Linked DNA regions of Mus musculus: all the other regions are linked to region 1. Evidence: chromatin contacts called from public HiChIP or PLAC-seq and promoter capture Hi-C data. All regions are on one chromosome and are shown on one strand. Each heading gives the region's core, a stretch centred on a gene start, on an enhancer-like site or on the middle of the called end of the contact. The rest is flanking DNA. Distances are from core to core; before and after follow the strand shown.

What was found. Promoter capture Hi-C pulls out the DNA fragments that hold promoters and counts their contacts. HiChIP or PLAC-seq counts read pairs in DNA pulled down with a chosen protein or histone mark. Capture Hi-C pulls out chosen DNA fragments and counts their contacts.
Region 2: a promoter capture Hi-C map of pre-B cells shows a contact between it and region 1, with 7 times the contacts expected there. The contact joins the promoter of Adss here to the promoter of Exo1 in region 1. A contact is called at or near these places in 9 of 39 promoter capture datasets (the 3T3-L1 cell line, the C10 cell line, the HPC-7 cell line and 6 more), 4 of 484 Hi-C or Micro-C datasets (CD4 T cells, CD8 T cells, muscle stem cells and 1 more), 3 of 115 datasets of contacts at active chromatin or transcription factors (astrocytes, embryonic stem cells and thymic regulatory T cells) and 2 of 9 other capture datasets (adipose tissue and liver).
Region 3: a contact with region 1 is called in a promoter capture Hi-C map of pre-B cells, with 4 times the contacts expected there. The contact joins the enhancer-like site here to the promoter of Exo1 in region 1. A contact is called at or near these places in 6 of 39 promoter capture datasets (the 3T3-L1 cell line, the C10 cell line, the HPC-7 cell line and 3 more) and 2 of 115 datasets of contacts at active chromatin or transcription factors (astrocytes and large pre-B cells).
Region 4: an H3K27ac HiChIP or PLAC-seq map of embryonic stem cells shows a contact between it and region 1, with 6 times the contacts expected there. The contact joins the promoter of Spta1 here to the promoter of Exo1 in region 1. A contact is called at or near these places in 1 of 39 promoter capture datasets (hippocampal neurons) and 1 of 115 datasets of contacts at active chromatin or transcription factors (embryonic stem cells).
Region 5: a contact with region 1 is called in a promoter capture Hi-C map of liver, with 2.2 times the contacts expected there. The contact joins the promoter of Zbtb18 here to the promoter of Exo1 in region 1. A contact is called at or near these places in 2 of 39 promoter capture datasets (the 3T3-L1 cell line and the HPC-7 cell line), 2 of 484 Hi-C or Micro-C datasets (CD4 T cells and erythroblasts) and 1 of 9 other capture datasets (liver).
Region 6: a contact with region 1 is called in a promoter capture Hi-C map of pre-B cells, with 2.2 times the contacts expected there. The contact joins the promoter of Fmn2 here to the promoter of Exo1 in region 1. A contact is called at or near these places in 8 of 39 promoter capture datasets (cranial neural crest, hippocampal neurons, liver and 4 more), 1 of 484 Hi-C or Micro-C datasets (embryonic stem cells) and 5 of 115 datasets of contacts at active chromatin or transcription factors (astrocytes, embryonic forebrain, embryonic stem cells and 1 more).
Region 7: a contact with region 1 is called in a promoter capture Hi-C map of liver, with 2.9 times the contacts expected there. The contact joins the promoter of Akt3 here to the promoter of Exo1 in region 1. A contact is called at or near these places in 7 of 39 promoter capture datasets (the 3T3-L1 cell line, 3T3-L1-derived adipocytes, the HPC-7 cell line and 3 more), 1 of 484 Hi-C or Micro-C datasets (pre-B cells) and 1 of 115 datasets of contacts at active chromatin or transcription factors (astrocytes).

The regions. Positions count from the first base shown.
Region 1 is chr1:175,879,021-175,882,336 of GRCm38.p6, reverse strand. Exo1 (exonuclease 1) reads right to left here and starts at 1,559. Exons shown (of 15, transcript NM_012012.4): 1 at 1,481-1,559; 2 at 1,137-1,205. Gm36360 (a long non-coding RNA gene) reads left to right here and starts at 1,582. Exons shown (of 3, transcript XR_373723.2): 1 at 1,582-1,665.
Region 2 is chr1:177,794,854-177,798,169 of GRCm38.p6, reverse strand. Adss (adenylosuccinate synthetase, non muscle) reads left to right here and starts at 1,661. Exons shown (of 13, transcript NM_007422.3): 1 at 1,661-1,958. The coding sequence starts at 1,776.
Region 3 is chr1:177,700,814-177,704,129 of GRCm38.p6, reverse strand. No RefSeq gene overlaps it. Among named protein-coding and RNA genes, the nearest start is that of 1700016C15Rik, 27 kb to the left of the region's middle. Within about 2 kb of position 1,534, at least 191 of the 459 cell types and tissues checked have an H3K27ac peak or open chromatin away from gene starts, as enhancers often do. A contact at or near this core is called in astrocytes, hippocampal neurons and pre-B cells, where this site is marked.
Region 4 is chr1:174,171,168-174,174,483 of GRCm38.p6, reverse strand. It overlaps Spta1 (spectrin alpha, erythrocytic 1), which reads right to left and starts at 1,708. Exons shown (of 52, transcript NM_011465.4): 1 at 1,523-1,708; 2 at 1-157. The coding sequence starts at 1,543. It overlaps Gm36196 (a long non-coding RNA gene), which reads left to right and starts at 1,703. Exons shown (of 3, transcript XR_373720.3): 1 at 1,703-1,931.
Region 5 is chr1:177,440,703-177,444,018 of GRCm38.p6, reverse strand. It overlaps Zbtb18 (zinc finger and BTB domain containing 18), which reads right to left and starts at 1,668. Exons shown (of 2, transcript NM_001355099.1): 1 at 1,424-1,668.
Region 6 is chr1:174,499,987-174,503,302 of GRCm38.p6, reverse strand. Fmn2 (formin 2) reads right to left here and starts at 1,478. Exons shown (of 18, transcript NM_019445.2): 1 at 1-1,478. The coding sequence starts at 1,257.
Region 7 is chr1:177,246,912-177,250,227 of GRCm38.p6, reverse strand. Akt3 (thymoma viral proto-oncogene 3) reads left to right here and starts at 1,461. Exons shown (of 13, transcript NM_011785.4): 1 at 1,461-1,552. The coding sequence starts at 1,507.

The DNA.
Region 1 (3,316 bases), core at 310-2,809:
TTTGATGTGCAAAACAGCTTCAAGAAACAAACAGTTATAATTTCCATTCCCTTCTAGGTCCTTACATGGAAGTCCTGGAGATGGCAGCCCCTTCAAAGCAACTAACACCCCCCCCCACCCCACCCCCGCCTTCCTACTCCAACTCCAGCAGCTGCTTGCCACTTCCCAATACAGTATTACCATCTAAGATCAGGTATTTGTATTAGGGAGTGTGTGCATGTAATGAGTGTGTGGGTACATCCATGCAGAGCCCAGAGCAAGGCATTGGGTGTCTTCCTCTATTGCTACCTGTCTATCACCTTGAGGCAGGGTGTTACGGAACCAACTAGGCCCAATGAGGTCTTGGGATCTGCCACCTCTGCCTCCCAATCTCTGCAGTTACCAGCAGGCTCAGGCACAGGGGGTTTTAATGGGGAGGGGGCTGGGGGGAGGATTCTAACTTAGGTCCTCATGGTTGCAAGAGCAAAGGCTATTACCCTCTGCAACTATTCTTTCTGTGTATGATGCATGCGTGATGGAGTTTGAATCGGAGGATGTGAAAGGCAGTCCACCTTGTTTGTTTGAGCTGCGTCCACCAGGCTAGTTAGGTCTTAGGCTGAGCTCTCTGGGATTTTCCACTCTTACCTTCCCCTCTCTCAGCAGTGAGGTCACAGGGACAGGCACCTGATTCAACAGACCTAAGATCATGTTCTTAAAGACTATGGGATAAGCCAGAGGTGCCCTGTTGACACCACAGGAAAGTGGCCATGCCCTTAGCTAGCAGCCCTGACACTTGAGAGATTCATTTACCTTTAAGGTCATGCCCATTAACTATGAATCCCTAAAGGGGGGCATGAACCCGTAATTTTAAACATCAGCCAATTTGGGTGCAGGTGGGTCTGTGTAAAACGAGTCCACTACGTTTAAAAGACAACGTCTCTAAAACATGATTTCGTGCATGCTGGGGGGGGGGGGGGTTGGGGTGGGGGAGGGACATAATTACATTTCGTGAAATTTCCTTAAGTTTCTTTCTTCTAGGCCAACTAAATCTCGAATAAATATTTCCTCTTTAGTATAGAAGTGACTGAGTGCCATGTGGCGCATCAACACCAGAAGGTCGCCGGTGGTACCCGAGGTAACAGCAGCAGCGGCTTCACCTTAGTCCCGTCTCCCGAACGAACAGGCATAGCACACAAGTCCATTCCAGGCGCCGTGGCTCCTCAAACCTGCACAGGAGAGAGCATATACAAAGGGAATTCATCGCTAGGTACGAGTGTTGGTAAGGACACACGTCAGCCCGCCTCTGCGGAAAGCGGGAGACCCGGAGGCCGAGGCAGTCGCCTGCAGGCGCTCCACGCTCCCGCTCACTTCCCGGAGATCCGGGTTTCGCGCCGAGGGGCAGAAGGCACGTGGATCAGAGTCATGGGGACCCCACTTTCCTCCACACGGCCCGCTGCTCCAGTGACCGCCCGGCCGCCCGCATAGGGGCTCGCTCGCTCACCTGGGGTTCAGAACGGCGGCGAGCGGCTGCTGCAAGCGCAGCCATGGACCTTTCGATTTGCGCGGGATCGGGAAGCCCCGCCCAGCGGACATGACGTCCCTGGGCGTCCTGAGCCGCAGCCTCCACCTCCCGCTTTCTATGACCCGACTTTCCTCTTAGCCGAGTCCTGAGCCCTTCCTTGCAAGGTAGGAAGTCCGCCGCCAATGGCCAATGCCATCTCGAACTCGGCGACGCTAGAAGCGAAAAGTCGGCTTGTTTGTGAGAGAAGTGGGGTGGTGGTAAGGGAGGGGGCAAGAGAAACTCTAGGCCCGGAAGTTGCGCTCTCGCCGGTGCTGCTGGGAGTTGTAGTTCTCCCTTGACCAAGCCACTGGATCCAGGTACATGCGTGCTAAAGAACTCCCAACTTGGAGTCAAACATATTTTGTTATTTTAAACCCGGAAAAGGAGCCCAGTTCATAGTTGCTTAATTCCAGGCCAACACCACAGTCTTTCGTCTCCGAAACATCCTCACCTCTATGCAAATTGAAGTTTTGTACAAAGCTTTCATGTTGCTATAGTTTGATTATAGTCTGCGCTTACCCACTTTATTCATTATATGGCTTTATCCCTGATACGAGTTGGGAAAATGTTATCCTTATAACTAAGAAACAAAATGGCCCAATGGTTCAAGTTATTAAACCCTGTATATTGTTGGTTGTATTGGGTCACATTTCCTAGTGTTATCAAGGAAAGAAAACCCCTCTAGTTTCTCTTCTTAATGGACTTTTAAAAACTTACTAATTTTAGAAGTCACACAGCCGGACTGTACATAATTTAGTCTCTTACTGTCTTTGCCCCAGCAGACTCCTCTGACTGAAGCTATCTAAGTGTGAAATTGAAAGACTCCGAGAGGAGCCCCTCGCTCAGGCCTCAGGACAATAGCGGACACCCAAGAACTCATGAGAGACCAAGCTTGATGCAAACCACATGAGGCTTTATTCGGGGAAAGCTAGAGCTCTGGGGACGACTCACATCCCACGCAGGAGTAGAGGAGTCGACCCTGAGGGGAAAGGGGTCTCAGTTTTTATAGGCCCTGGGGGGAAGGAGAAGGGGGGAGTAGGGGATTTCCAGATCTAAACAATGTCTATTCTCAAGAAATGGGTATGGGAGGGGTACAAGGAAAGAGTCTGGTGCAGGTGTAGCAACTCCGGATTGGCTGGGCTGTGGTTGCTGGGGAGATTTTCTGACTCTCCCAGCAACCAATATCACAAACACCTGGCAGTGAGGTGCAGCAGTGGGCACACACATGGGTTCAAGGAATGGTCAAAACATTGGCAGACACACAGGTTCAAGGAGTGGCCAGAGCATTGTGCACCTCTATTTTTTCTAAATCAGTGAAGCTAGTTCTGCTAACAGTGACATCAATCTTGCCAATTTCAGGGCTTCTGTGACCTTTTACATTCTGTCAGGATCTTTTAAAATAAGAATCTTCCCTGCCCATGTCTGTAAAAAAAAAAGCTTTTCTCTCTCTTGCCCTCCATGTAAAGATACCATGTGTGATCCTCTCTGCTCTCTGGGTTCACCTTTAATATCCTAACAATTCAGTGACAAATTAGTTATTCTCCAGGAAAGGAACTCAAAAGATGCACGATGGTATTATCTGTTGTGTTACCTTTCTTTAAACTTACAGAACCCCAAACATCCATTAATATATAAGTACTAATTAACACAGAGTACCTGGTGCACTGGTAAGGCGGACTACTACCCCAGTGATATGTTCCCCCAGCAAATCCCTAGATCATATTCGTGACTGCAGCCCCAAGGAGGCTGGGCTTTGTTGGGGAGCTACACCATCAT
Region 2 (3,316 bases), core at 412-2,911, 1.9 Mb before region 1:
CTGGACTTTATAGATGCTCGGTGATCAGGACACTGGGAGACAGCACACAGGATATGATTCTATGCCATATGGATTTGTTTGTAATGGTGAGTATTAAATCCTAGGTCTTACATGTGCTAGCAAGCAATGAGCTACATTCTTTATTATTAGTCTTTTTTCAAAGCAATTATTTCCTTTACCAAAATTTAATGTCACAGTTTGGGTTGCAGTGAGAACATTAGATCAGGGCTGGAGAGGCAGCTCAGTAGTTAGGAGCACGTGCTGCTCTTCCAGAGCATCTGGATTCCCTCTTTAGCACCTGTTGTCTCAGTGGTTCTCAACTTTCCTAATGCTGTGACCCTTTAATACAGTTCCTCAGGTTGTGGTTGCCCCATCCCCCAACTATACAATTACTTCACTGCTATTTTATAACTGTAATTTTGCTATTGTTGTGAATCATAATGTAAATACCTAACAGATATGACATCTGATATGCAGTCCCTGTGAAAGGGTTGATTGACTCCCTAAGGGGGTCTCAACTCATAGGTTGAGAACAGCTGTATTTTCAGATGTCTCACGACCACCTGTTGCTCTGACTCCCAGGGATCTGAGGCCCTCTGCTGGCCTTCAGACAGACAGACAGACACACAACATGGTATGTGACCTCTCACACACAAATAATATAAATAAGTAAATAAATACATAGATAAACCCACATTAGATAGACAATAGGCACACTCTGTAATCAGTTACAATTAAAACACTGAGAAGCACCTAGGCTTACTCAATCTGCAAACTGTCCAAAGTACCATTTTAACGCCCATGAGAGGAACTGATAAGCTATTTAAGAGTTCGAAGGTCTGGGGGGCGAATAACTCAGTGGTACAGTATTCGCATCAAATTACAAGGTTCTGAATTTGATCTCCAACACTTCAACAGAGAAAAAATGGGAGAAGAGAAATTGTTTTGTAGAACGAACGTATTTTACAAAATATTGTAAACTTTAAGGTTGTGGGGATCAAATAACCCAGGTACATTCGGATATGACATAGGCAATTGACTCATCTTTGTGCCCCAGATACTGTAAAAATGGGAAGAGTTAGGATGCTATCTCTAGATTTCATTTTTACTGCTTTTAGTTTGCACTTTTAGTCCCTTTTCAGTTCTAAATTTATTCGGCTCCACTCCAGCCTCCACATATTTTTAAATCCCAGTTTACATTTTGTAAGGGTATTTCATTCTTTAAGATACCCAAGTGTTTAGACACAGAAAACCAAATTGGCTTTTAGAGACCGAAACCAGCCAACCCTGACACTGTGGTGCCATGCCTTGGCCATCTCACAGAGCATTGCATGCTGGGAATTGTAGTTCCACACTCTTTCACCCCCTTCCCTACCGCGAGTTTGAAAGGCCAGAGGCTGGTGGGCGGGCACAGAGGGCGGAACTCTCCGTTAGCCCCGCCCCCTGGCCTCCGCTCTCGCGCGGTTCTCCCCGGAGCAGCGCGCCAAGCCGGGGATGGGGTGTGGCCTCCGCCCTGGGGTGGCGGCAGTTGAGGCCGTGGCGCCTGCGGGCCGCGCAGAGGCTTCGGCCTGCGCCAAGTGTGGTCCCGCCCTGAGCGGGCGGGCGGCGGAGCGCGGGGCGGGGCCTGGAGAGAGGGTGGCGGCCCTCGGGGCGGGGGCGGGGCCGGCCTCTGGCTCCTTCTTCCTCCGCATGTGGCTGGTGGCGGCGCAGCAGTTGGGTTCACGTTCCGTTCTCCTGCCCCGTCTCCTTAAGGCTCTTCTGCCCTGCCGGGAGCCATGTCGATCTCCGAGAGCAGCCCGGCGGCCACCTCCCTGCCCAACGGCGACTGTGGCCGCCCCAGGGCGCGGTCCGGAGGGAACCGGGTGACTGTGGTGCTGGGAGCGCAGTGGGGCGACGAGGGCAAAGGGAAGGTGGTGGATCTACTGGCGCAGGACGCCGACATCGTGTGCCGCTGCCAGGTGAGGGAAGCCGGGCCCTTTCTGGGACGGCCGGCGCGGTGAGGTGTCACCTTGAGGTGCGTCCCTCGGGCTGGGAGCTGCGGGGAACCCCTGCCCTGGAGTCTCCGGTGACGCTCCGGGTGACTCTGGAGGAACCTGGAAGATGCGCGATGTTGGAGCTGCATTTCGGGGTCTGGGGACTGGGCTGGCGGTGCGCCGCGGGCAGAGTTGAGGGAGCTTCCGCCCGAGGCCTGCTCGGGACTCTGGCTAGACCCGGCCAGGCCCACCCGCCGGCGCGGACTAGGAAGGGTCCTTTTCCCCAATTTCCCTGAAATCGAGATTCAGCACTGCATTACCTACAGGCTTAGGCACGCAGAACCTCGCCTCCATCGGTCCACTTTGTTGATAGCAGAATCCGCTACGGGGCGATGAGACTGTTTGGGGCCCTCCGGTGCTTTTGTTTGTTTTTTGTTTTTAACTCGTATTTCATAGACTACTATTAAGGGGAGATCTGTTTTTATTACTCACCGGTCCTTAAGGAATCCCCAGTAAGTTGAAAAGTGAGTGTGAGGCAACTAAATACGGAGATTTCAAGTCGGATAATTTAGAAATGTTTACAATGCTTCGGTAATATAAAAAGTTGACTTTCAGGAAATCCAGTGTTTCCTACCCGGAGACACGTGGGTTTTAGTGTTAGTTTTTTTTTTTTTTTTTTTTTTTTTTCTTATTAGTCATTTGCTTTGAAGCAGCCTAGAGGGTAGGCCTTTGAAAAAGGCTCTCAGAAAACTATCATCCCCGTTTCAGAATTCAAAATAAATGAGCAGTTCCCACATTCAAAACAAGGTGCAGTGTTGGAAGTTAATGGTGGCGTATTTAGATTGTAAGAATTTTTTTCTCCCTGAAGGTACATGGTTTTGTGTGGGGGTGCCTTGTGGTCTAGGCTAATCGTGGAAAGCTTTTTTACCTAAAATTGAAACGTATGAAGAAACCGGCCTGTAAAAGGCCAGGTGCTTTGACTTGGGTCATCTTTTTACTGTGTGTGGAGCCCTATTGCTCCAACTGCCGCTTTACCACCATTCTTCAATTCACAGGGTTCTTTCACAGGTTCTTTCTCTTCCAGCAGCTTGTCTGGCAACATGCATATTTAATGGTGCTCTCACAGGTGTTGGCCTGGAATCTGACTCGCCTAGGAGGTGATCCAAAGCCCAGCCTTCACCTTTCACTTTTAAAATCAGATCTGGTAGCTGGGCTGAAGATTTAGCAAAGCGCCTAAACTCTTGCGGGGCAGAAGGATGGACTTGAGGACTGCTTGCTTTTTTACTTGAAAATGTGCACAGGTCCAGCTGCGTCGAGGAGTAGTGTGTGGTTGTACAAAGCCG
Region 3 (3,316 bases), core at 285-2,784, 1.8 Mb before region 1:
GAGGCAGAGAAAGCAGCATCCTATGGAGACAGGATGTGCAGGACCCAGAGGAAAAGATCAGAAATGTATACAGTCCAGAAGGCTGGAAAATGTGCAGCTGCCCTGCAAGTCTGCAGGGATCAAACCCCAGTCTGAAGGAAGGGCCTGGTTTAAAAAGACCCACCTATGTGTCAAAGTAGGGTTTTACACCTGTCTCCTGGAGATCTTCTATCTGCATGCTGTACTGTGCTTTTACTGGGTATTATCCAAGAAGGCTTGGAAATCTATAGCATGAATACAGTGTGTTTTTCATTTGGAATCTTATAGATGTATTACACATATTGCTCCTTAGCCCTGTAGAGTGTGCCAGCGGTCATATTCTTCCACCTTTAAGGGGGTTCTGGGGACTGAACTTAGTCAGGCTTGTGCCACAAGCACCTTCACCTGCTGAGTCATCTATCCATCTTTGAAAACTTTCTTAAGAAAGTGTTAGTCATTAGGAAGGAAGCAGAACTAATGGTAAACTTTCCATGACTCAGTGACTCAGGGAAAACTGCTCAGCGTACTCCATTTTTGGAAGGAGAGAGAAACAAATTATGTAATATTACAACAATGAATACTTAAATCCTGTTCTCTAGCGGCTGCTGGCAGAAGTGACTGGGGACTCAGAGGAAGGCCAAAGCCATCCTCATAGAGGTTTCTATTTTCCCTATTCATTTGCTCCTTGGAGTATTGTGAATCCCAGGGCCATTAGGGGAAAACCTGTGCAGACCAGCAGGGCAGGCTCTGACAATCCCAAGACAATCTCTCTCTCTCTCTCTCTCTCTCTCTCTCTCTCTCTCTCTCTCTCTCTCTCTCTCTCTCTCTCCTCTCTCTCGTCCCTGTGTCAAATGCATCCCTTTGTCTCCGAGTCATCTTTCCTTACAGAGCTACTGACTCTCAAGTCTGTTGTAGACTGTTGTAGCCACAGATTCGATGGCTGGATGAGAGACAGGGATGCCTCCTGCTCGTCCTGGAAATTTCATTACTGACTTGTCTGGCTCCCAAGGGAGGGCTTTCAAGCAAGCTTGGGCTGGTCCAGAGTTTCTGAATTTGAGGCTGGTTGCCTCTAGGTGGCAGCAATGTCCCATTTTCTGCCGCCACTGCTGCTCGGATTCGTTTCTCTCCCACCCTGTTAATTTGAGAAACTAGTGCTCAAGGGACTCTTCCAAGAGATCTTTCTTCTGTGCCCAGGCAGACTCGAGGCTTCTTGTGGTTTGCTGCCCGAGTGGAGACCCACATTTTTCGGAGTCAGCAAAGGGTGGGAAGACAGGCTAGTTGGAAAGAGAAGAGATGGAGCGACTTAGGGAAGAACGGAAGCAAGTGAGGTGGTGGCGAGGAAGGAGCCCCTGCAGGCATCAGTCGCTGACATGGCCTTTGTAGAGGGGCCACTGCGGGTGGGAGCTGCAACGCCTCGCAGAAGCTCCTGGGCTCCCCTTGGTTCATTGCCCAGGGTATAAAACCACAGAGGGAAGCAAGGAGAACTTTACTCTCAATCATGACCTGACGCCAGGCTGCCACACAGGGGCTACTGTGGCTCATTGCAGTTCTTAGATGGCTTCAGGGACAGAGCATAGAACTCTGTGTGACCCTGTGAAAGCCCCCTTCTCACAGGATCCCTTGGAACTTGGAGAGGATTTAGTAAAGTCTTATCCTCCATGCAAGATGTCAGACTAAGGGGGGAACAGGGTCGGTTGGGCTGTCGTCTGCCCCTGCATGCTGAAGATGTGGTAGCCATCTTCCTTAGCATTTTGGGAAGTTTCACTATCAAACGAACTCAAGACCTTAGTAAAACTGGGCTTGCCTAACACTTGTCACTTTAAGATTAGGAAATAGCTTTCTTATTACTTGCAACAATTACTTATTCACCCTGCCCCTTTTTCCTATTTCTAAGAGTAATGTCTCAATGTGTAGGCTAAGATGAGCAGCCGGTCCCCTGTCTCCATCCCTAAGCTGGGGTATTCAGTCCTGTCTCATGTCACACCCCTGTATACTGTATATCATATGCCCTCATGATTCCGATGCTGCCCACATAAGGATGTCCCCTCCAAAGCTCATGTCTAAATTTGGGTCCCTGTGTGACAGGCCTGAGGTGGTGATGTCATCAGTGGTTAGGGAACAGGAGGCATGTATATGTCTATGTTGTTGCTTGCAGCAGCCATGGTGTTCTTTTTCACACAGAGCCTCACTGTAGAGCCTTGACTGACTTGAAGCTTTCTGTGTATACCAGGCGGGCCTTGAATTTACAGTCATCTCCTGCTTCTGCCTCCTGAGGGCTGGGATTTGAGGAGTGAGCCACCACGTCCTGCCGCCAGGCCTCCGGAGTTCTTTTCAGAGCTCTGCACACAGGTGAGGCAGTACTATTGATTTCGCTGTAAAAAAGATTTCATGCAGAGCAGATATGTCTCCGAGCTGGGGTTTATAAGAGGAGGAAAGTATATGGCCCACTGGAATGTGAGTGTCTCAAGAGGGCGCTCGGGGGTGGGGGGGATAAAAGCTGGAGTGTAAATAGATAGATAGATAGATAGATAGATAGATAGATAGATAGATAGATAGATAAATGGAGCTCAGTTTTACTTTACAACGGCCATATCCAGAGTTTTGGTGGGTAGTGAGTTCCTGGAGGACATGAACAAGATTACAGCTGACAGGGTGACACCCTGAGTCCCAGGCTTGCATGGAAAATGAAGATGCTCTCACTGTTAGCAAAAGTTACTGGTTTGTGAGATTCTCAGGAAACCTCTGGGAAAGGAGAAACGTCATACTAAGGTCATAGGTTCTCAGCCTTAAGCATGGTTTATTGCTACCTTAACATCCTTATTTGAGTAACTGTATAGAAAACAGCTTTATTGTCTATATCTATATAAAAGAAGTAGCAGGAGCTGTAGAGGTGGCTCAGCAGTTAAGGTTTCCTGCTGCTCTTAGAGTTTGGTTCCTAGCACCTCTGTTGTGTGAGTCTCGACGACCTCCTGAGCACTAGGGTTACAGGTGGACTCTGGGACCCAAACTCCAGTGTTTTGTCCTCCAGTCCCCATGCTAAAAGTCTCCATTCTCAGGGACTGGAGGCTTCAACAGACCCCAGAGTCCTGAGACATGTTCTTTCCCCATGCTCTCGTCTACCCTGGGGTTCCCTTCTGAGGTGATAGGTCAAGAGGGATCAATGGACCTCTCATGGCACTAGATCAGTCACCACCGGCAGATACTCAGGCAGCAAACTGTGCCTGTGTTTGTCCCTTTGGTGAGTGCCCATTTGCTCCTCTGCATTTCTGTCACAGCAGTATGGCGTAGCACGTGGCCA
Region 4 (3,316 bases), core at 459-2,958, 1.7 Mb after region 1:
CTCTCCTGAAAACTTGATAGTGGTAAGACTCCTCAAGCTTCTGACCCCTCTCGGCAACGCGATCCTTGAACCTCTGGTACTGGTTTAACACCTCCGCTCTTCGGTGTTGGATTTCTTCTGCTGTTTCTAGGACCTTTGGTCCGCTGCTCTCGACAGCCTGTAAGTGAAAAAGTCTCTTCATGTTTTGAAATATTATTCTATATCCCACAATACACATTATGTTAATTAAAGCTATACAAAGAAAAATAAATAATGCCTGTAGCTGTGGCTAGTTCTCATGTTTAGAATGCGATCCCTCTTGCATATCCCAAGGCTTTCATCCATATTGAATCTATGTTCACAAATTATTAAGCCTATTAATTCATACGGTTATTGGGTGCTGTATAACTGTATAATTTTAAACTATAAATAGCTATTTTTAGATTCTATAGAGAGAAGAAATTTGGACTGCTGAAGCAATGCCACAGAATGTCAGATATACATACATACATTATATATATATATATATATATATCCCAGTACAGGGGAACGCCAGGGCCAAGAATTGGGAATGAGTGGGTAGGGGAGCAGGGCGGGAGGAGTGTATAGGGGACTTTTGGGATAGCATTTGAAATGTAAATGAAGAAAATATCTAATAAAAAATTGAAAAAAAAACTTGGTGCCACAACATTCACAAAAAAAAAAAAAAAAAAACGGGGGGGGGGGGAAATGGTAATTTATACCCTTCAAAGGCTAAACAACATTGATAAGTGCTGGTTATCCTGTAAGTTTAAGGAACAGTCAGATGGTTTGTAATTGCTTTAGTGAATCACACACATAAACCTGAGTACTTTTCCTTTTTAAAAGTCTAGATCATGTATTATGTACTCTTCTAATTTGATTTACTAAAAAAAAAAAAGCTGCTTAAAAGAAAATCTAAATGTAACCTGTCTTCTCACTTGTCACAAAGTATAAATCATTAATGTTTTAATAATTGGATTTTGGAATATAAAATATTTATTATTAATCAACACAAAATCATGCTTTAATTTAAAGAAATCCAGTTTTTGTGTAACAATATTTAGAAAAAAATTCCATAGAGACATTTCTATAGTGCATTGCTCTCCTTACATCTTCTATCCAAAATATGCAATACCGTTTATATTTTGATGTTACTTTATTTTCTAAATATAGTTTTTTTATAGACAGTAATTCCTGAGATGACTCTAAAATTAAGTCATTCCACAAGAGCACAATTTTTAGTGGGATTATTTGGTTTCAAATTACCTAGTAGTTTTCTGAATATCTGACTTGAGCAAGTAATTATTAAAATTATTATTATTAATTATTATTATTATATAGTTGTAAAGTTCTACATTATTTTTAGAAGTGAAACCTTCATAAAAGAATTAAAATCAAAACTCTTTGCTACGTTAAAATCAAATAAGTGTAATTTTTAACGACCCTGTGAGGATGGAATGGAAGGCTCAGAGGAGACAAGCTTTCCTAACTTCATCAGGAATGAGAATTCGTCTGTACTCACAGTTTCCTTTGGAGTTTCCATCTCTGCTCAGCTCAGTCTAAGGCTTTGCAAGATGAAATGTAGCTAAGAGAGAAAAATAGTTCTTTGAATGTCCAGTCCACTTCAAATAGGAATGTCAGAAATGTGAATGTGGCAAAGGCCCAGAGGAAAAAAAGAGTTTTAGAGTCCCGCCAAGCGTAGACAATCTGCATTATCTCCAGGGGACATATTCAGTTGAGGCAGCTGCTGACTTCCACACACAAGGTGACTCAGCAGTTTGGGGGGCTGTGGCTCTCTGGACCTCAGTAGGTATTTTACAAAGGAAAGGAAACAAAGTTTTCAGATGCAAAAGTTTGGAGGAAAACCAGTGACATTTGAAAGGCAAGTGCCTGTATTGGGCTGTGTTTTACTCAGTCACAGAGCTTATAAGGTAAGAGAATTTAAAAATCAGGAAGAAATTCCAGGTTTCCCTTTCTTCTGATTTCACACTGGAGAACTGAGGGAATCAGAGGAGACATGTTTCTCTCTTTCACCCTTCCTTCCTTCCTTCCTTCCTTCCTTCCTTCCTTTCTTTCTTTCTTTCTTTCTTTCTTTCTTTCTTTCTTTCTTTCTTTCTTTCTTTCTTTCTTTCTTTCTTTCTTTCTTTCTTTCTTTCTTTCTTTCTTTCTTTCTTTCTTTCTTTCTTTCTTTCTTTCTTTCTTTCTTTCTTAAAATTATTTAACCTTTTTTTTTTTTCACTCCAGATTTTATCCCCCTCCAGGTCCACCTTCTGACTGTTCCACATCCCATATCTCTTTGCCAACCCATCCACTGGTCATCCCATTTGCTTCTGTTGCTCCTGCCTTTGTGCCTGTGTCTCAGAAATCAATGGCAAGACCTATGTCATGAAGCTTTACCCCAGGTTTCCTCCTAACAGTTTTACATTACACTTAAGTCTTTTGTATGATGAAGACACAATTTTGTTCCACAACATCCAGTCCTGCCAATTAAGCCACTGTGGTGTGTGTGTGTGTGTGTGTGATTATAAGGAATTAAGGGTTTTGTAATTATTATGAGATGGCATCAGAAAGTAGAGCCCAGAACCATAAATTTTGATGGCCTAAGAGAAGACTGGTTAAAAGGAGGAGGGAAATCATGAAATGAATGGTTTTTACAGGAGGAGTCTTCTGTGCGTGGGTGGGGTGATTTGGAGGGCTGTCCCTCTGGGCCTTGTTTATCAGCTCTGGGCAGAGCTGTACGCATAAGGCAAATCAGCCCTGAGCAGCTGCTTCAGCCTGGCTCACAGCTCAGGACAAAGTGAGGCATTTGATGTCCTGCTCTTGGGCTCAGGGAATCCAAGAGCTTCAGAAACAAAAATGTACAGTTTCCATACTGTAAGCATATTTTGGAGTCAATAAAGACAGATACAATAACTTTAATGCAAAATTAGTATTTCCCAAAGAATAGAATCTATCATCAATCTAGTCTCTAACGATTTTGCCTTTGTTTTGCTGGAGCTACTTCATATTTAAATTCTTTGCTTTTTGACTACTACATGGGTCAAGATAGTAGAACACATTGTTCAGAAAATGAAAAAGGTATTTTGTTGGGGGGTGGGGTGCATAGGGTTTCCATATAGAACTCAAGCTGGTCTAGAACTCTTGTCTGTCCTACTTTAGCTTTTTAACTGCTGGAATTATAGGCAGGCATTACTACATAAACAAAGTCCTTCTGTAGTTAATATCTGCTTTCACCATTACCAGCTGACGGTCTCTGAAGTTGCTTACTCCTTAACTCTAGTTGAATATTTATACCTTCTTTCTGTTTTTCCTTTCC
Region 5 (3,316 bases), core at 419-2,918, 1.6 Mb before region 1:
AGCATCAACAAACTCAAACTGCACTTCTGAAATACTGGAAAGTATTTTAGTTCAATGAGGCAAATTAATAAACTGACAAAACCTGCTACAGTCACTTAGAATGGTTGTTTGACCACACAGCTTGTCTTCCTGCTCAGAAAAGTCACTTTTGTCTTGCCCTTGGTCTCTATAACTTTGGGGAAAGGGGTTGTGATCACCAGGAGGGTTGGGAGGCCAAGTGTAGACTTTGGGAACTTTTTTTGGCTACAGTTTGTGGATCTTTTCTAATGGCTGATGTAATGTTAATGTAACCGGGGCTGGGTCGCTGGGTGCCCTGCAAGGTGCTGCGACATCTATGAATATCAGACACATCTCCACCGACCCTTGGGAGGTTGGAGAGTAGAAAAAAGAAGTTGGGGCCTGAGGCACAAGCGTCCCAACCCAGGCGACAACCACTTAGGCTCGCTTAGAAAACAGAGGCAGGGAGCTAGAGAACAAAACCCCAACTGTGTTCTGCTCTCGCTCACGAGTCACAAACCTAACTTTCTCTAACTTCGCGGTGAATGACACAATTCTGAACTCGTTCGGGAGGCACTCTGTGCAGATAGACACATTACTTCCCTGCCACACACACACCCTCTTTTCCACAGATGCCCTCGCCCCATTCCACTATATCCGACATTAATCACCCAGTTTACCCAGTGGGGTGGTGGTGGGGGTGAGTGACAGTTTAATGAGTCCCAAGCACCGCAATGGCCCGAAGACATCCACTCCACGGATCGACCCGTCCACCGCTACCGCGGACCCTCGGAGGTTCTGTGAGGTTAGGGGGTTTGTTTTTCAGAGGTGGGGGCAGGGTGCCCCGGGTGTGTGTGTGAGGTTCAGGGGTGGGAGAGGAGATGCAAATCTTCCCGCAGTTCGCGGTGCATAAAGCACTTCAGGGAAAGAGGAAGGGTGAAACCACGGGGAAGAAGGTGCAGGGCAGAGAGCCGGTGCAGCAGGAAAGCACCTTCCACAACGGCCGAGAAAACAGACCCCGGTCGCGGCAACAACAAAAGAAAAGTCGCAAGAAGCGGCGCGGCGACCGCTCCCCCGTCGCCGCCGCCGCGCGCCAGCCCCCGGGGCCTCCCGGCAACCGCAACCCGGGCGCCGCGCCCTCCCCCTCCCCCGGCCCTGCAGCTGCACCGGCCCCGGAGCCGCGGCCGTCCCGGGCGCTGCAGCTGCGGCGGCCCGGCCCCCTCCCCCGCCCGCCCGCCCGCCCTCCGCACCGGGAGGCGCCGCCGCAGCTGCACCGAGTCCGCCCCGCGCCGCAGCTGCACCGGCCGGGGAGCGCGGCCAGGCGAGGCGAGGCGAGCCCGCACCGCCTGCCCTCCGCCACACTAACTAACTCCGCCCGGCGGGAGCCCACGGTCGGCAGCGGGGCAGGGCGGGCGCGGGGACTCACACGGAGCGGCCCGAGTCGCCGCGTCCCCGCCGCGTCCTCCTCCTCCTCCTCCTCTGCCGCCGCCGCCGCCGCTGGACTTGTGGGCGTCCTCCGCCGGCCCCCGCCCGCCCGCCGGCCCCGGCCCGGGCCCCGCGCGCCCCCGCCGCCCCCCGCCCGCGCTGGCAGCCTGAGGCGCGCGGCCGAGCCACAGGGCCCCACTCTTTCAACGGCTCCCCATGGCAGCAGCCCAGCGGCGGCCGCAGCCTGCCAGACGCACGGGCGGGAGCGGGCGGGCGGGCGGGCGAGCGCGGCGCCGGGCCGGGGGGCGGGGCGGGCGGGGCGCGGGCGGGGGGCGGACGACGCACACGCACGCACGCGGCGGCGCGGCCCAGATGTGGCCCCGCCCGACCGGGCCGCCCCTTGCCGGCCGCTCAGCGATTGAGCGAAAGCGGCGGGCCCCGGTCTCTGGCCCGCCCCCGGCCTCGGTGGCGCCCAGTAGAAGCGCGGTGTTCCGGGAGGGCGGAGAAGCGGCGGGACTGACGGGGCAGCTCGACCAATAGGAGTGGCGGTCAGGAGCTGCCGCTTGCGCGCGCCAATCGCAGACGGCGACTGTTGGGTGGGCGTGGTCTTCTCGGGGAGGGGCGGAGCTCGCGGACCGCGGCGGCGGCGGCGGCGGCAGTAGCGGCGGCAGTGGCTCCCCTCTGGGTGACTTGGCCGTGAGAAAGTGAAAGGAGCCCGCAGGCGGCGGCGACAGCTGCGCGGGGAGGGGCCTGCTTCCCGGCTGGAGACAAGCGCGCTCTGGGGGTGTGGAGCGAGCGAGTCCGCGTGCACCGCGACGGCCATAAGTATACTTTTTCTCGGGGCAGGTGTCCCGGGGAGGCCGAGCGCGCGGGGCCGCAGCTGGCCAGGGCCAGCCTGGGGCCGCTGGGTCTGGCCCTCCTGCGGTGCTCGCCCAGGCCCCGTTCTCCTCAGGGACGCGCCGCCTCCGGCCTGCCGAGTCGGTCGCCAGGTGCATGCGAGCTACAAGCTCCTAGCGGCTGTGAGAGGCGCCTTTCCCCGGCGTCCTCTGTTCAAGTTGCAGCTGCGTTTCTTTTCACGATCCCCGCGTCCCGTCTGTACTCTCCGTGACAAGCAAAGACACTGCCCCGAGACCAGTCTTAGACCTTTCCAGTGAGATTGATACTTGTAGACGCTTTAGTCTGTTCCTTAATTGGTGCGTAAGGAGCCACGGCTTTGTAAGGAAGGGAGAGACCTTATTTTGTGTTGCACCTCTCTCCCTTCAGATAAACTTCTTCCTTACCTGTTCTTTGTGCCTAACCAGCAAAGAGGAAATGTAGAAAATTTCTGCCCTCAAGATAATGGAAGGCAAGAATAACACACAAGTAAAAAGTTGAGTAACAAGCAGGGGAGAGAATGATTCAAGACAATAAGAAAAGTGCATAGCGAGGAAGTCAACACACTAGTAATTGTCTAAATGAAATGTGTTTACTGTTTGCTATGTGAACGCTGACTGGCAAGCCTGGTTGCTAACCAACTCACCAGGAAACCTTGCAGCTGAGCAAAATCTGCTTTCTCTTTCTTCCAGGACAAACTAGTAAAGAAGTTGAAAGTAATTGTGTGGGCAAATCAGACATATTGAATTGCTAATGAACACACATACTACGCCAAGTTCCCAAAACTTTGATATTCTGTTGGAAACAGTAATGGTTTCTACTCTTTCCTCAAATCTCTTAAATCCTCATGATGGATGGGGGCGGGGGGGGGGGGGGAGGGCGGGGGGGGGAGGGCGGGCCTCAGGGGCATCCTCAGATTCAACCCGAATTTCTTACCCCCCCCCCCCCCGTGCTTCCCAGAAGAAAGACCCACTCTCAATTTGTTTAGACATTTTGGGAGTTTACAGGTGGTGTTTGTTGT
Region 6 (3,316 bases), core at 229-2,728, 1.4 Mb after region 1:
CCTAGGACTCTGGTTGGGGGACTGGGACGGGGAGTGATTAGGAGAGCTGAGCTGCCGAGTGGTGGTCTTGATGTAGCAGGGGGTGATGAGTGGGTAAGGTTTGAAGCAGCGTGGGCTGGGCGCAGGGCTTCCAGGCAAAGAAACGACTGCGGAGGTAATGGATTCTCGCATGCCCTCCTCCGGCTCTTTCTCCAGCCTCTGTGAGGCTTCTTCCACCTCTGGGACCCATTCCTCCCCTGGAGAGCCGCGGGGGGCATCCTCAAAAGCATCCTCCTCGCACTCCTCATCTGTGTCCCCAGTTCCAGCCACGGGAACTCCGGCGGCTCCCTCCCCTGGCCCAGCCTCCGGAAAGGTGAAGGCTGGTGATGAGAGAGAGTCTGTGACTGCGGAGGGGGCGGTCGCATAACCTGGTGTCTCGGAGGTCAAGTGGCTTCCGGAGGACGGAGGATGCTCAGGCACCAGAGACTTGGTGGTCTCAGGCAAGTCAGGTCTCACCGGTAGTGCCTGTACTGTGTCCTTTTCAGCCTCGCTTCTAGGTCCCAGCAAGAACTGGTCCAGGCCCAGAAAGGCCCCAGGCTGAGGGGAGATGGCAGTGGGGGGCGCTGCAGGCTCCTCGGAGTCCTGGAGCAGCAGCTTCTGCTGCTGCTGCTGTTGCAGACGAATTGCCTGCTGGATGTCTGAGAGCAAATCCTCCTGCTCCGTAGCGGAGTGGAAGCTGTAGATGTCCGTGTCTGAACCAGAACTGGTCCTTTGTCCATCTTGCGCTCCAGCCGCAGTTTCCAAATCCTCCGCGGTCGCCTGGATCCCTACCCCAGCCTCAGCAGGCCTAGAAGCACCGGGATGGATCACCTCGAAAGGGTCAGCACACTCGGTATCCGATAGGCCTGTCTCCTCAGCGGAGAGGCTGAGGTCCGGGGTCTTGGTGACTATAGAGTGAGCGCTGTCCAGCTCCCCAATCGGCAGGGCCTGTGAGTCCAGCACATCCTCTCGCGAGTCGCAGGCACCTTTCCCCTTGGTCAGGTTCTTTCTGATCCGCAGGTTGGAAAACACCGAGGCTCTAGAATCGGACTTGCTCTTCTTCTTGCTGGTCTCCCCGCTGCCCCCTCCCCCCTTGCCGTGCTTGCCAAGCGCCTTTTTGCTCCCGCTCGCCTTCTTTGTGATTTCCGCATCCCTGGGCCCCGCGGCATCCTCGGCTCCGCCGCCTTCGTGGGAGGCATCACCTGCGCTTCTCTTCAGCTTCCCATCCTGGTTCCCCATGTTTCAACCCCACTGCTGCGCCGCCGCGCCTTGGGGTCCTCAGGCCATCTCGGCCCTGGAGAGGGCCAGGGGAGTGTCCGGGACAATTCAGGCAGCTGGGCCGGCCGTTGGGAGCGGAGGCCGAGGAGCGCCCAGCTGGCCCCGCTCACATCTGCTGCCGCTTTGCATAATGCGCGGTGGCTCTCCCGGCTGCCGTCCCTGCGGCTGTGGCTGCGGCCCTGGCTGGCGGGCGCGAACATGCTCAGTTCAGCGCGCACTCCCCACCAATGGCTGCACAGGACTCAGCCTTGGCCTGGCTCCCCGCCCACCGCCGCCGCCCCTTCAGTGCCCCCTTTGGCTCCTCCTGCAACCAAGTAGGAAAACCCGTCTATCTCTAGTACTTCATAATTGGGGGTGGGGACAGCAGGAGCTGTCTTTATGTATCCCAGACTAGATCGAATTTAGAATCTTTCTGACAGGTTATCTCTGGGACCTTCATCTCCACCTTGAAAATAAAACATGTTGCCCTCTTTTCAAGAACTGGAATGTTGGAACAGTTTGATGAAACTTCAAAGCTCGCAGACCTGCAAAGAGAAAAACACAGGAGAAAAATCGAAGCCTAATTCCAGGTCAGAAGTACCATAACATCAGGAACACACACACACACACACACAGAGAGAGAGAGAGAGAGAGAGAGAGAGAGAGAGAGAGAGAGAGAGAGAGAGAGAGAGAGAGAGAGAGAGAGAACTTCTGTATGGCTCCAGTTCAAATACTTGTTGAATGGGTGGACTGTCCTGTCTGTCCTGTCCCTTAAATACTTGACCATGGCTTTGCACACTCTTAAGGTTTGTGAACATGCTACTTAGGGAAAGGTTCCTTCCCCAGACTCTCTGCCTGATACACAAGCCTCTTCAAGAACAGGACGTTAACTGCCATTTCCAAAGTGGTTTTGTGAGACCTTTCTGGACAGAGAAAAGAGAGGTAGGGGATGCTGAAAATACTGAGATTAAAGCTGATTAACATGCTAATCTCCAAAATTCTATGTGTTTACCATATAAATTAGACAACATTTGTATTTAAAAGGGGTGCATGAATTATAACTCCCAGGAGGTCAAACTCATCAATATTAAACATGTCACAATGTGATGCTGTATAAAAGGAAAAAGAAAAAAAAATGCCCTTGGTACAAACACAGGAAATTAGACATTGTGCTATAAAGGATGACCAGTTTCTCAAGCAAACCCATCCAAGCACACTTTGTCCAGGGCCAGGGCTTCCTAAGTTTTAGACCTAGATAACAATCACTTTTTCTTACTGTGAATTGTCCTCTTTATTTTAATGACATTAAACTATAGTTTTTGTTAAATGTCTTAAAGCTTCATTAGTATTTTAAAAGGCTGCAAACAATAAAAGCAAAAAAAAATCATAAAAGTAGCATTTGTAAAACAATGTTACTCTTTGTTGGAAATCCAGACAGCAATTACCATCCTTTCTCAAACTATGATCTTTAAAACAAGTGTTCACTGGAGCAGGTGGACTGATGTCCTTAGGTGGCCTTTTTGAGTAAACAGTTTGAAGAACTCAGCTTTAATAACTGTGCCAGCGTAATATCTCAGTCTCCAAGGGATCCCGAGAGCCTGAAAAGCCTTTATTTCACCTCTTTCACAAGACTACTGGCTCCTCTCTTCTAGAATGCAGGCTGCCCCAGGGCACACTTTGCCTGTAGGCCACTAGAATTCTCGGCCTCCTTGAATGCTGCATACTGAGATACTTGATTCTTGGTTCTTGCTCTTTCTCTAGCAGAGCAACTTTGATTCAGACCTGTTTGTTTCTTTGCTATTCTCTTCTGTGATATACCCAAGAAGTTCAGGAGACAAAGGGGGAGGGGAGGACAGAGAGCTAAAAGAAAGGCAGAAAGAAAACGGATTTTTTTTTCCCCAAGTCCTTTGAATGTGGGAGAATAGGTGGCCTTTGAGAGGCAGGTCAGAGTTGACAGAGCTCTATTATAAGGTCACAAAAGTAGTAGAAGAAACATTAGGGACTGTGGATGGGGGATGGGAAGGGGGGTGGGACGATGATA
Region 7 (3,316 bases), core at 212-2,711, 1.4 Mb before region 1:
GCATGACATATGTGCAGAGCCCATGAGAGGGTGGTCTTCTGTGGAGCCTTTGTCAGGTTGTATAGAGGATGTCTATTTTTGGTCACTGATTGATGAACGGGTAGAATTTGCACATAATTTGTATTGGAAGAGGAATTGTAATCTAGTTAAGTACTATCTGGGAATTCAACCTTGAATTTAATTCTATACATATTTATGAAGGTCCGACTTCATAGAATAGTACAATTAGTCTATGTACCTATTTTTTTTTTCTGTTTACTTAAAGTTTATGTTGTGTGTCACTTAAGACTGGTTATCTGGCCCATATTTTTGCAAATGTGGAAGCACTTTCACAAAGTTCTGTGGCAACATTTCCCCTCTTAGATTGGTAGGGACAATAATAGTGCAGTTCATTAAGCTTATTGCTCTATGTAAGGATGCCTTGAAGAAACCTTTTACTAAGTTATCATGTAAAGACCTAGGGGATAAACTTCTGGTTAATATCTTAGGAAACACTGTTTTCTTCTCAGCAGCTCTCGTCTTTTTTGTATTACAGACATTAATACTGAAACCTATCATGGTTTTGAATTAGCAGTTTTCCTAAAACATTTCATTCCAAATTTTTGACTTTCACAAGTAGAGTTTTGAAATGAAGAGTGCCAATTTAGGAGTGAGGTACTCCAAATTCAGATTTTGGCTCTACAGCTTACTACCTTGAAATCTAGCAATTAGTTATTCTCTTTGAGCCCCAGGCTCACAGTTCTGTGAAATGAAGGCCGAGTGTCCTAACAGAGTTGTAAAGATTATCAGAGAATGACAGATGAACAATTTTGGCATGTCTTTTCTACTTTTATATTTCCTTTGTTCTACTTTTTGTATCTACCCAAGGAAATAATGTTGTATACTTAATGTAATTTACCTAAAATATTTTTAGAACAAGGCAGATTATATGAATGTTAGTTTCTTGCAACATTGTATTTTACATAAAATAAAGCAATTAAAACTATAATGATTTTTGAAATTAAAGGGATGTGGGCCACTCAACTTTCATTCTTTCTCCCCTTCATCCCAAATACACAGTACAAAATGTGCTTTCTGTATATTTGTAGATCTGACAGTTATTTTGTTAGGACATTTAATTTCAGTCTCTTAAGTTAAATATTTCACTATCATTTAACATCTGCCACAAGACCAGAGCAGTGTATTCATAGAACCATTTATTAATCCCCCCATGTTTGAGAAGCTAGACTTTATGTGCGGTCAGGCCAATTGAAGACATTTACAAAGACTTAGTTGTTTGTTATTGCTATGTGAGTTCAAGAATGGAAAAAAAAAAAAGAAATTCTTTCTTCAATACTTCCTTCCAGGCTGAGTCATCACTAGAGAGTGGGAAGGGCGGCAGCAGCAGCAGCAGCAGCAGCAGCAGCAGCAGCAGCAGCAGCAGCAGCAGCAGCAGCGAATCCAAACCCTAAAACTGACCTGCAAAGCACCATTTCTCCAAGTTGGGGGGCTCAGAGGGGAGCCATCATGAGCGATGTTACCATTGTGAAAGAAGGTTGGGTTCAGAAGAGGGGTAAGTTAAGTGCTGAGCTGTGAGTGGGTGCTGAGAGTTGGTCTTTCCTCTGGCGCTGTTGAATCAAGTGGGAAGTGCTGTCTGATAGGGCTGAAAGAAACTTTACCATGTATGTTAGGAGTCTGCTTATTTAGGGATTTCCTTCTAATTCTTTTTTTTTTGTAGTTTATAATTATGACGTTAGATTTTTGCATGCATGCATGTTAGTAATGTATTTTTCTATAATGTCTTCAGATTCAACAGACTTTACAGAATTTAACATAGAAATGAACTCTTGTGTCTATAAATGATATATTGATATTTAGATAAAAATATGGCTCTGTGTAAATTTGTATGGTAGCATAAAGAATTAATATAGTAAGGCGAGGGCTTACATTTAAACTGTTAGACTAAACAGACCCATAAATTAGGTAAATTAAAGCTCTTATATAAAAATTCAAATGTGGACAGTGATTTTTTTTGTTTAATTTTATATTTTTTGTTTACATGATCTACTTTTACTGTATATTTCCTGTCCACTCTTTTTTGATAAAGGCATTATTTTTATTATTAAATAACTGCTATAAAATTTAGTTTATAATGTGAGTGATCACCTCCTTACTTAATCTATATGTTTATTAGAGATCTGGACTTTAGGCTAGTTGCTCAGCAATTATACCTGTCTACGTACATGGCCAGATTCAGTAGACTGAGGAATCCTTTTGGCCCTATTTGAGAGTTGAAAGTTACCTCTAACCACTGACTTTCATTTCTTTGAAAATCTTTGGTTAATGCTTAGGCTAAAGAGCTGTTGTCAGTTTTTAAATGGAATTTTAAAATAGGCCTTATCAAGTTATAATTTACATACAATAAATATTCCAAAAAACCCTTTTAATGGGTTGTGCCTTTTTATGGTGTACATTTGTGGTGATGTAACAAACACTACAGGCCTAAAATAGAACATTTCTATCACTCTAAAAAGTTCTTTCCATGTTGCTTTTAGTTCACTGCTTCTCTTTCAACTTTGGCAATCACCTGATGTGTTGTCTCTTACTATAATTATGATTTTCAAAGATTTCAGTTCAGTGGACTCATAAAACCCATGGTCTTTTGTGTCTAGTTTCTTTCCTACTCACACTTCACTGCTTTATCCATGTCGTTTATGTGAAAAGAAGAACTACTTCAGGAAATACTATTCTTCATTTATTTGTTTATTTTTAACTAATTTTCTTTTTGAAACAGAATCTCACTTTATACCCAAGTTGCAGTTAGACTTACTATGTAGCTCAGGTAGTTATTCAACTTGATGATTCTCCTGTCTAGGTCTCTTGAGAACTGGGGTTATAGGCATGTTTTACCACTCCTGGCTTTGTCTTTTTAATACTTGGTAGAAATTTGGTTTGTCTCTGGATATTGTGAATAAAGTTTTTATGAACATTGAGTACATGATGTTTCCATTTGTATTGGTAATAACCTAGGATAAGATTGCAGGTTATATGGTAAGTGCCTGTTTAAATTTATAAAACTGCCAATTTATTTTCCAAAGTGACTGACCATTTGTGTCATTATATTTGTCCTTTGCTTTATTCTCTCATGTATTTGGAAAGTATTTTCAGATTTTAGTGTTGTGTTTTTTGTTTTCTTTCTTAACTAGTTTATATTCTTTCACCTTTTTAGAGGGGAGCAAAGGAGAGGAAATGGCAAGTCACTTAAACCTCTAAAAATTTCCTTTATTATTTCCTAAAATTTGATCCTAAGATCATTGTAAGACTCAAGTGAAATAAT